Regions from separate parts of the Mus musculus genome. Here all the other regions are linked to region 2. The links are chromatin contacts, called in public promoter capture Hi-C maps. All regions are on one chromosome and are shown on one strand. The core of a region is the stretch at or near the end of the contact, and the rest is flanking DNA. Distances in the headings are between cores, read along the strand shown. Region 1 holds the start of 1700120K04Rik (RIKEN cDNA 1700120K04 gene). Region 2 holds the start of Sez6l2 (seizure related 6 homolog like 2). Region 3 holds the start of Prr14 (proline rich 14).

The links. Capture Hi-C pulls out chosen DNA fragments and counts their contacts.
Region 1: a contact with region 2 is called in a promoter capture Hi-C map of liver, with 4 times the contacts expected there. The contact joins the promoter of 1700120K04Rik here to the promoter of Sez6l2 in region 2. A contact is called at or near these places in 4 of 39 promoter capture datasets (the C10 cell line, liver and pre-B cells) and 1 of 9 other capture datasets (liver).
Region 3: a contact with region 2 is called in a promoter capture Hi-C map of pancreatic islet. The contact joins the promoter of Prr14 here to the promoter of Sez6l2 in region 2. A contact is called at or near these places in 1 of 39 promoter capture datasets (liver), 1 of 115 datasets of contacts at active chromatin or transcription factors (bone marrow-derived macrophages) and 2 of 9 other capture datasets (liver and pancreatic islet).

The regions. Positions count from the first base shown.
Region 1 is chr7:127,603,016-127,605,715 of GRCm38.p6, reverse strand. It overlaps 1700120K04Rik (RIKEN cDNA 1700120K04 gene), which reads left to right and starts at 1,271. Exons shown (of 1, transcript NR_027915.1): 1 at 1,271-1,813. Rnf40 (ring finger protein 40) reads right to left here. Exons shown (of 20, transcript NM_172281.2): 20 at 2,111-2,700.
Region 2 is chr7:126,949,231-126,951,930 of GRCm38.p6, reverse strand. It overlaps Sez6l2 (seizure related 6 homolog like 2), which reads right to left and starts at 1,396. Exons shown (of 18, transcript NM_144926.5): 1 at 815-1,396. The coding sequence starts at 893. It also overlaps a transcript of Asphd1 not described here.
Region 3 is chr7:127,470,201-127,472,900 of GRCm38.p6, reverse strand. It overlaps Prr14 (proline rich 14), which reads right to left and starts at 1,287. Exons shown (of 11, transcript NM_145589.2): 1 at 924-1,287; 2 at 635-803. The coding sequence starts at 946.

The sequences.
Region 1 (2,700 bases), core at 22-2,521, 650 kb before region 2:
ATACCTGATTTAAAGGCCAGAGGTCATGACTCCTATAGTAGGCTGGATGACACTTGGAAGTAACTACAGAGGACGGGGTCTCAAGAATAAGGGATCCCCGCCAGGCAGTGGCAGTGCACACCTTTAATCCCAGCACTTGGGAGGCAGAGGCAGGTGGATATCTGAGTTTGAGGGTAGCCTGAACTACAGAGTGAGTTCCAGAACAGCCAGGGCTACACAGAGAAACCGTGTCTCAAAAAAATAAAAAATAAGGGATCCTCTATATAGAAGTCAGGAGTGGGGTGGGGATAGATTATCAAATAGTTGGGGTTGGCTTAGAGCAGGCCAGACAAACTTAATAGGGACTGCCTAATACCCTAAGAAAACACATAACATTAACAAAATAAGTTATGAAATAACAACAAAATAATTTTATGGTTAGGGTCACCATAGCACGAGGAACTATATTAAAGGGTTGTAACATTTTGGAAGGCTGAGGACCACTTCGTTATCGAATAAGGGACCGATGGAGGTGCAGTCACAGAACACAGGCCAGAGTCTAAGGAGTGCTGAGAGAGAGTGGCACCATCTCTTGCCCTCCTTAAACAGTGGTTTTCAGGCCTGGAGCTTGGGAGGGAACTGTAGGTATAGCTTTACTGTTCCGTTGTCTCTGGATGGACCTCAGAGAAAGGCAAAGTGCAAAGGGGAGCGTGGTTACAGTTGAAGGAAGAGATCAGAAGACAGCACGATTCAAGCCGAGGAATGTAGCAGCTAGGGCCTGGGGTAAGTTCTGAGAGAAGTCCCCATCAGTGCGCTCAGAGGCAGTTGCCCTAGCTCCAGCTCAAACAGGAACACATCCTGCTCGGTGGTGGCCAGGGGAGGGTTCTGCAATCGATCAATCGATCGATCTCTGACTTGAGAGAAGAAAGCACACAAATTTGCACCAGTGACAGACCAATGGCTTGTTTTCATGGCTCTGCAAAGACTGCACACTCCAGGCACGAGGATCCTGGGACTTTTAGCCCATTCAGCTTGAGCTTAACATGAGGGAAAAGGTCTGCTTTGTGTTACTGTTAGGCCTTACTGCCCACATGGAGCTCTGAGTACTCCCAACCCATCCATTTGAGGACTCACCTCTAAAGGAATGGGGTCCATTACTTAGGAGGATTATGTTGGACAGAGAACTGACTGATGCCCCAGTGCACAGGCCTCCTAAGACTACTAGCTCAGTTCTAGCTCTGTCTAGTCTCTATGATGCAATATCCTGCTTTCCCCCACTCCCCCCACCCCCAGCATTCTAGCCGGGGTGGCTTTCATGGTGGCCCAATGTCATCTCCTATGGCTACTCGTGCTTCCCCTGCAGCTACTCGTGCTTCTGCGAGCGTCCCAGTCACTGCCAGCTCCACACCGGAGGTCACCGTAGCTCGCATCTCAGTCTCCAGTCCCACTTGGTTCAGCCACTGCGGCGTCACAGAAACTAGGCGCAGTCAGATAGCAGAAGGGGCCCGGAGTCCTCACGAAGGCAAGTCTGCGGAGAAGGCTGAAGAGCCTAGAGAAGGTACTACTGTGGCTAAGCCCGAGGCCACAACCATGGCTATGACTGCTGTTCCCACACCCACCTCACCTTCGCTTAGCGCAGGCCACGTAGCTAATCCGTAAAAGCGCCACCGGGAGAGCCACCAACACCACTCTGAACCCAGAGACAGCCCTCCATGTTTGAGCAAACTGTTTCCAAGGGTCCAGCTAATGGCCCAAGCTACAATGAAAACCCACCCTGCTGAGTTGTTCATGGTCTGTGTTCGCAGAGTACGGGTGGATAAAAAGCCTACAAATAAGACTGAAATGTGGTCACAACAGGTAAACTTGGCCCTTAGAGGTAAAGGACTACATATCCCAGTATGCAACCCACAAAGGCTGTTATCCATTCGGCCAATGCCAACCCATAATCAACAACTTTTCCATTGTGGAGGCGGCGGGGTGGGGCCCTTTGTAAACATGTCTGTAGATATATTGCTGCTAACCCAAGTGGTTGTAGGGTGGGCTGGGCTGGTTTCTCAAATGTGTCCAGCTTCCAACCATGCCAGGGAAGTGCTTGTGAGGTGTAGCGCAGAGACTCAGGTTAGACCAAATGGACGGGCTTCTCTGCAGCCTAGGGTTGGGTATTTTATTCATAACAATTAGCAGCCCATACACAACACCTCTAGAGCAGAGGCTGTGAGTCCAAAAGCTCCTGTAGCCATCTATCTGCAGCGCCGTCTCCCAGCTCCAGCAGACCCTGTCTCCGGCGTTCAGGACCCTGCTTAGGCAGGATCAGTGTAGGCTAGCTGGAGCACGGGCAAAGCTCTTCTACCTGGAATGCCTGCAAGTGCTAGATTGTTTCTTCCCTCCTGGCAAGTTGCACCTCCACAATTAAGATCACCAGGATGAAAGAAAGCAGGGCTAGGGCCAGGTACCCAAGGGACCACCAGGATGCGTGAGAAAGGGTAAAGTGGACTTGGGAGGAAAGGAGGAGATTGGAAAGAGTCTGGCTAAAAAAAAAAATGCCCCTGAATCAGACCATGAGGTGGCAGTGTCCCTGACCTGAATAGGGTGCACACCCAAGAGTGTCTTCAACACAAAAGCTACACCAGGGTACAGGAAACTCCACTGGAAGGCCAAATCCCTGCCCAGGCCTGGGGCTAAGTAAGTGAAGCAAGGCTCCTCGGGCCAGGACCCAATGTG
Region 2 (2,700 bases), core at 147-2,646:
AGAGCACATCTTATCGGACACTCAGGGAGTCCCAGGCTGGGTTGAGAGCCAAGATCAGAGGAGTGGCTCCAATCTGCCCTCTCCCTCACTGAGTTCCAGCTCCTGGTCTCTGGGCCTTCAGTGAGAACCTTAATTAGTACTAACCCTGGACAGCTCTAGCAGGGTGTGCTTTGGGACTGCTTTCTATTCCTCCCCAGTGAAATACTCCCCTGATCCCTAAACTCTGAGGAGAGTCTGACAGCATCTCCCAGACTGCTTCCGCAGTGCCAGCTTTCTCTCAGGGTTTTTGCCTCTGCAGACTCTCTCTCTCTCTCTCTCTCTCTCTCTCTCTCTCTCTCTCTCTCTCTCTCTCTCTGCAGTCTTTGCAGCCTCTGTGCCTTCTCTAGACTCTGGTTGGGGATCAGAGTAGAGTCAGGGATTGAATATCCCTGATTGTGTTCATCTGCCTTTGTCCATATGTCCAAGAACATTTGTGTGTACAGCGCCTGGCATCTCTCCCAGTACCTCCATCTCCCACCCAGGTACCCTGCCTGCTTCTACCGCCTCCGCAGAAATCCACCCAACTTCCCTCAGCTCTTCTTCCCGAATTTTAACCCCTAAGATACAACTAAATGCTCTTCTTATTCATTTCTCTATCTCCTTAAAATTAGGAGTTCAAGGGCTCCGTGTAACAGTCAAAGAGCCTTGGCTTGCCCCTTCCCAGTCAACTGTGCCCCTCCCCTCCCCCACAAGCTCGGAAGACTCAATATCTTCAGAGAAAGAAGGTAGAAGACCCGCGAGAACCTTCCCAGGGCCCACCCCCACATGTCCTTACCCTCAATCCAGGCACAGCTCAGCAGAATTAGGAGCAGCAGCTGGGAAGGCGGCGGGTGCTGGGCCTTGGGAGTCCCCATGGCGACTCACACTAATTTCTCTCCTCTGTGGCTCTTCTGAATAATCTCGCTGTCACTTTCCCTCTGCGTCCTTTTATCTTTTCCTTTAATTTTGCTTTCCTGCTAAGGGTCGGCAAAGGAAGGCAAATTTTCTTCCTTTGGGATGGAGAAGCAGAATTGGCCTAGAGGTTGCTTGGAGTCCGCCCCCTTTTGCTCAATCTTTATCCTTTGCTCTGCGATCTATGGCAAAGGGGGGCGCGGCTCCCGCTGCGGGGGGTGGGGCCGAGAGGGCCGAAGGTTATCCCCTTGTTCGGGAGCTTGGGCCCATCGGGATGGATAGATAGATAGCCGGGGAAAGTGGGAGGGGAAAGGCAGCTTCCGAGGGTCCAGGGTGGGCTTGAGGATCCAGAGGGCCCTTATGAGGTTCAACCGGGGCTTATCTCGGAGAGGAAGAGGGAAAGGGTTGCGGAACCAGGGAAGCTGAAGCTCGGCCACTGGAGCTGCGGGAGGGAGAAGCTGAGAAAGGTGTCAAGCCCACGTCAGATCCTGGGGACGGGTGAAAGGAGGGGCCTGGGATTTATTCTCTGACGAGGGAGGAGGAGGAAGTGCAGATGGAGGAAGGAGGGATGCCGAGCCAGGACTGCACTTCCCGAGGCCCCTAGGGGAGAGGAAGGAAACTCTGGTCCCAGTAGTAATTAGGTTCCCTCCCGGCGCCATTCCAGAACATCTGGTATCTGCACCTGGTCTTCCTAAGGTGTCAAGAGTAGGCACAGCTTGGTTCACGTCTTCCTGGCCTGTCCAGTATGTCCTCTGTCCACACCCGGACCTCCCCGCGGGCCTTCACTATGCCCTTTATGGAAGCTCAGGTGGGATGGGCTCGCCCCTCCCGCAGGAAAATGGGGAGTATCCAGGTTTGTAAGGAGCCTGATGGGTATGTGTTGAGACTCCCTTCTCTAGCAGGCGACCTGACAGAGACCTGCAGCCTAGCGGCTACCACCCGTGATCTACTGGCTCTGCCACTGAGCAAGCGAGTGCCCTTTCAGCACCTGGGCGCGAGGACAGCTCCCGGCCCCGCCTGCACGGGCGGCCTTGAAGCCACTGATTGGCTGAAGCCGCTTTCGCGAACCCGCGTCTTGCTCTGTGCTGGCTCTGGCGTAGCCAAGCCAGGGGAAAGGGGAGTCACAGGCCGACCTCTCCAGGGACCCGCAGGCCCACGGCCGGACTCGCAGTTCCAGAGCACCGGCCTCACGAGCGGGTCAGGGCTCTCGCCCCGCCCCCGAGTCTGCCCTGCCCTTCTTTTCGCATTGCGGGGCGGCTAGAGGTTGGCACTGTGTCCCTGTACCCCACGTGGCGCTCGGTCAGGGCTGGGGGAGGGGGTCTGGAGCGGCAAATCCAGAGAGAAGTCTCCCCCCACCCCCCTTGCAGGGCTGGGCTGCGGCTGCCTCTGGGAGGGGTCCTGGGTAGCTAAACAGAGAGGGTTGCGGGAAGGAGTGACGTCAGGGTGAGTGGGCGCCCAAGAAGGGGTGTGTAGGAGGTCGGGAATCGGAGAGGACAGACCCGACCCTTTCGAGGGAGAAGACAGGTCAAGGAGAGAGGAAAGAGAAAGAGCCGCTATAGAGTGGGGCTGCGGGCCAGGTGGAGTAGGAACCGCTGTTGTCAGGGGAAGCTAGAAGAAAAAGAAGGGGTCGATAAGGAAAGGGGGGCTGGAGTGGAGGGAGGAGAAACCAGCTGAGACTGGGAGACTGAGGGTGGAGAGAGGAAAGGAAGAGGAGACTGCGGGAAGGGGAAAGGAGAGAGGAACCACAGAAGGAAGAGAGAACAAGAGTGA
Region 3 (2,700 bases), core at 38-2,537, 520 kb before region 2:
ATCATGTTTTTGTTTTACTCCCAGGTGTGGGATATGGGACTGCTTTAGATTGTCCATAGCAACTTACTAAGATTTGCCTCCAGCAGGGGCATAATTTTGCCAGCTACAGACAGGTTCTGCAATTGTATGACTTTTGGAATTCTGGGGACTTTTCATGTTAAGGCCCCCAAGGAATGGGTTGGTTATTGATTGGATGTTTGTTATTATTCACAAGAAGAAAGTAGATATCCTGATGGCGAAGATCAAACCTGCCCCAAGGAACTCGACACCCCTAATCAGCAGAAAGTAGCCTACCATCGCCCCATTCCCTCCCTTGCCTTTATTCGGAGATCTCTTTCCTCTCTATTCTTTTTCTTTCTTAACTAGTGTTAGGGGGTTGGGAGGATGGAAGAACCCACCAAGTAGCAAAGGATAGCGATAACAGGGCAGTCAGAAGAGTTTTTCATACTTAGTAGGATGTGGTTGGGTGAGTGGGTGACTGGACAGGCACATGAATTACCCAAAACCATATGGTCTTGCATTATGGAGGCTGCTTTGAAGGCTGGCTTAGTGGAACTGGTCTGACTTTAGTACTAAGCCAGGGCGGGGATGGAGGATAGGGAAGAGGGAGTGGTCTTTCACTTAAAGGGCTCACCCTGTTTGTAGTCATGACATCTTCCAACACCACGGCAAGGACCCTCCGAGAGGCCTTTTCTAGGGATGAAGGGGTCCCCAAAGGCTGCAGCCTCGGTCTTTTCGGGCTCCTGGCTTCCCATGATGCTCGAGATAGAGGCTGACGGCACAGGCTTGGCTGTGTAAAAGGGCTGGAGGGTGAAAGTAGAAGACAGTTGCCTGAACCTGTTGTTGCCTCTGTTGTAGTCGGGTGCAGCCGTCAGCATCCCCGTCTCCCGAGCTCAAGTCAGGCGGGCGGGGTACGCTCTCACCTGGAGTTCCCAGGCAAGTCCATGGGGGAAGCGGCGGTTCCGGGGAGTCCCTGGGGTATCCCAGGCTGAGGCCTGGGGTAAATTGGGGAGCGGGGGAGTGGGGAATGAGGGCCAGTTCCTCCCCCGGGACTCCGCCCTTCATAGTCCGCCTGCGGCTCCCGGTAGGGCACAGGCCCTTCCTCCAAAGGGCGCCCCCGGCCGGCCTCTCGGAGCCGGGTCTTCCCGCTGCAGCCGCCTTGATCACTCGGGCCCTGCCTGGCACCTGCCGCGAGACTGGATTGCGGAGGTTACAGCTCTCCCACCGCTCGAGCCTCCTGGGACCTTTGTCCCTGTTAGATGCCTCCCTGAGGTTCTCTGGGATCCGGTGGGATCCCGGTCCCGAGAGGCTTCCGTTTCCGCTAGATTCCTCTGTGGTCCTCGCCCCACCAAGCAAGAGCTCCAAAAGAATTACTCCACTTAGTAACAGCCCTCCCTCCTACCAGATCGCCTAAATTGGATCTCTGTGGAAAGAATCCTACTGCGCGGTTCTTCCAATCAGAAGCCGCGCAACTTGCCTCCTCCCACTGAGAGCTTCAGCTTAACGAAGTTCCCCTTGGGGGAGGCCTAAACTCATCACTGAACTCAGTCCGGATTCTGGGTTATAAACTGTCAAACCAACCGGTAGACCATTCACTCCAATCCCAGAAGGTCCAGCCCACCGGTAACATCCCACCCCAAGCCCCCGCCCTACTTGGATCCCCGCCCCGCGTTCTCGGGCGCCCCGGACCAGTTGGCTCAAACGTTTTCTTCTCCCCCCGCCTCCCGGCCCTCTCTCCAGCCCGGTCCCCCCCACTCCCACCCCTCCCCTACGCCTCTCACCGCAGCTTTCCAAGGATCCGGGTTTCAAACAGCTCCCACCTCCGGCTTCTTTAAAGCCTGCCTTATGCAGCGCTGTCCAACCGTCAGAGGCCTTCTTCTGTGTGTCTTAAGCACCGCCCAATTGCCGGTTCCGGTCTTCCGGGGTTAGGAGAAACTGCGTGAAATCTCCTGCCCGCCATAATACGTAGGGGCAAAGAAGCTCAATTGTGCCTGCACCGCCATTTTAATTGAGGGCAGTCTGATTTTAGCACTAGTCGACCGAAAAGCGTCATTTTTCAAAGGCTGGTCAGCGACCAACTACTATATCACGTTTCTTGTTATATTTGGACAAGTGTAGGAAAGCTAAAGTTTCTCCACCTAACGTAATTTTTCTTGTTCTTAACGCCGGTGAATATCGATTAAATGTTAAGGATTTGGGAATTTCCCATTTTCTTAGGTTTAAGTTCCTTAGGATTGAAGTTCCGGAAGTCGGGACGGCGGGACGGAAAACCTGAAGATCCCAAGTTAAAGAGTAGGCCTGATGTGGCCTCTAGCTTCCAATTCAGTTTCTGGAGAGACCAGGAACAGCCTAAGTGGGGAGAAGGCTGGGTGCGGTGAGCTTCATTCACTAGCATTTCTCTCTCTCCTCCCCCCCCCCCCTCCTTTCTTCCTAGGTAGTGTCTGCAGGCCACTCAGAAGGCGACTAATATAACCAACCTGGGGTTGCTTGGTGGAGCCGGTTCATTGTCCTTCCTGTTCTGGGCTGGCAGAAGTAACTCTTGGAAGAGGAGCCTGTCCTCTGCAGGGTGTCAGGTAGTCTTTTGGAATAAGAGATAAGCAGTCGATCCTAATGCTGGAGAGCCTGCTCCAAAGGACCTTTTGTTAGGAGCTGGACTACTGGTGGGGAAGAAGTGGTCATTTACTGGCATCTTGCACTATG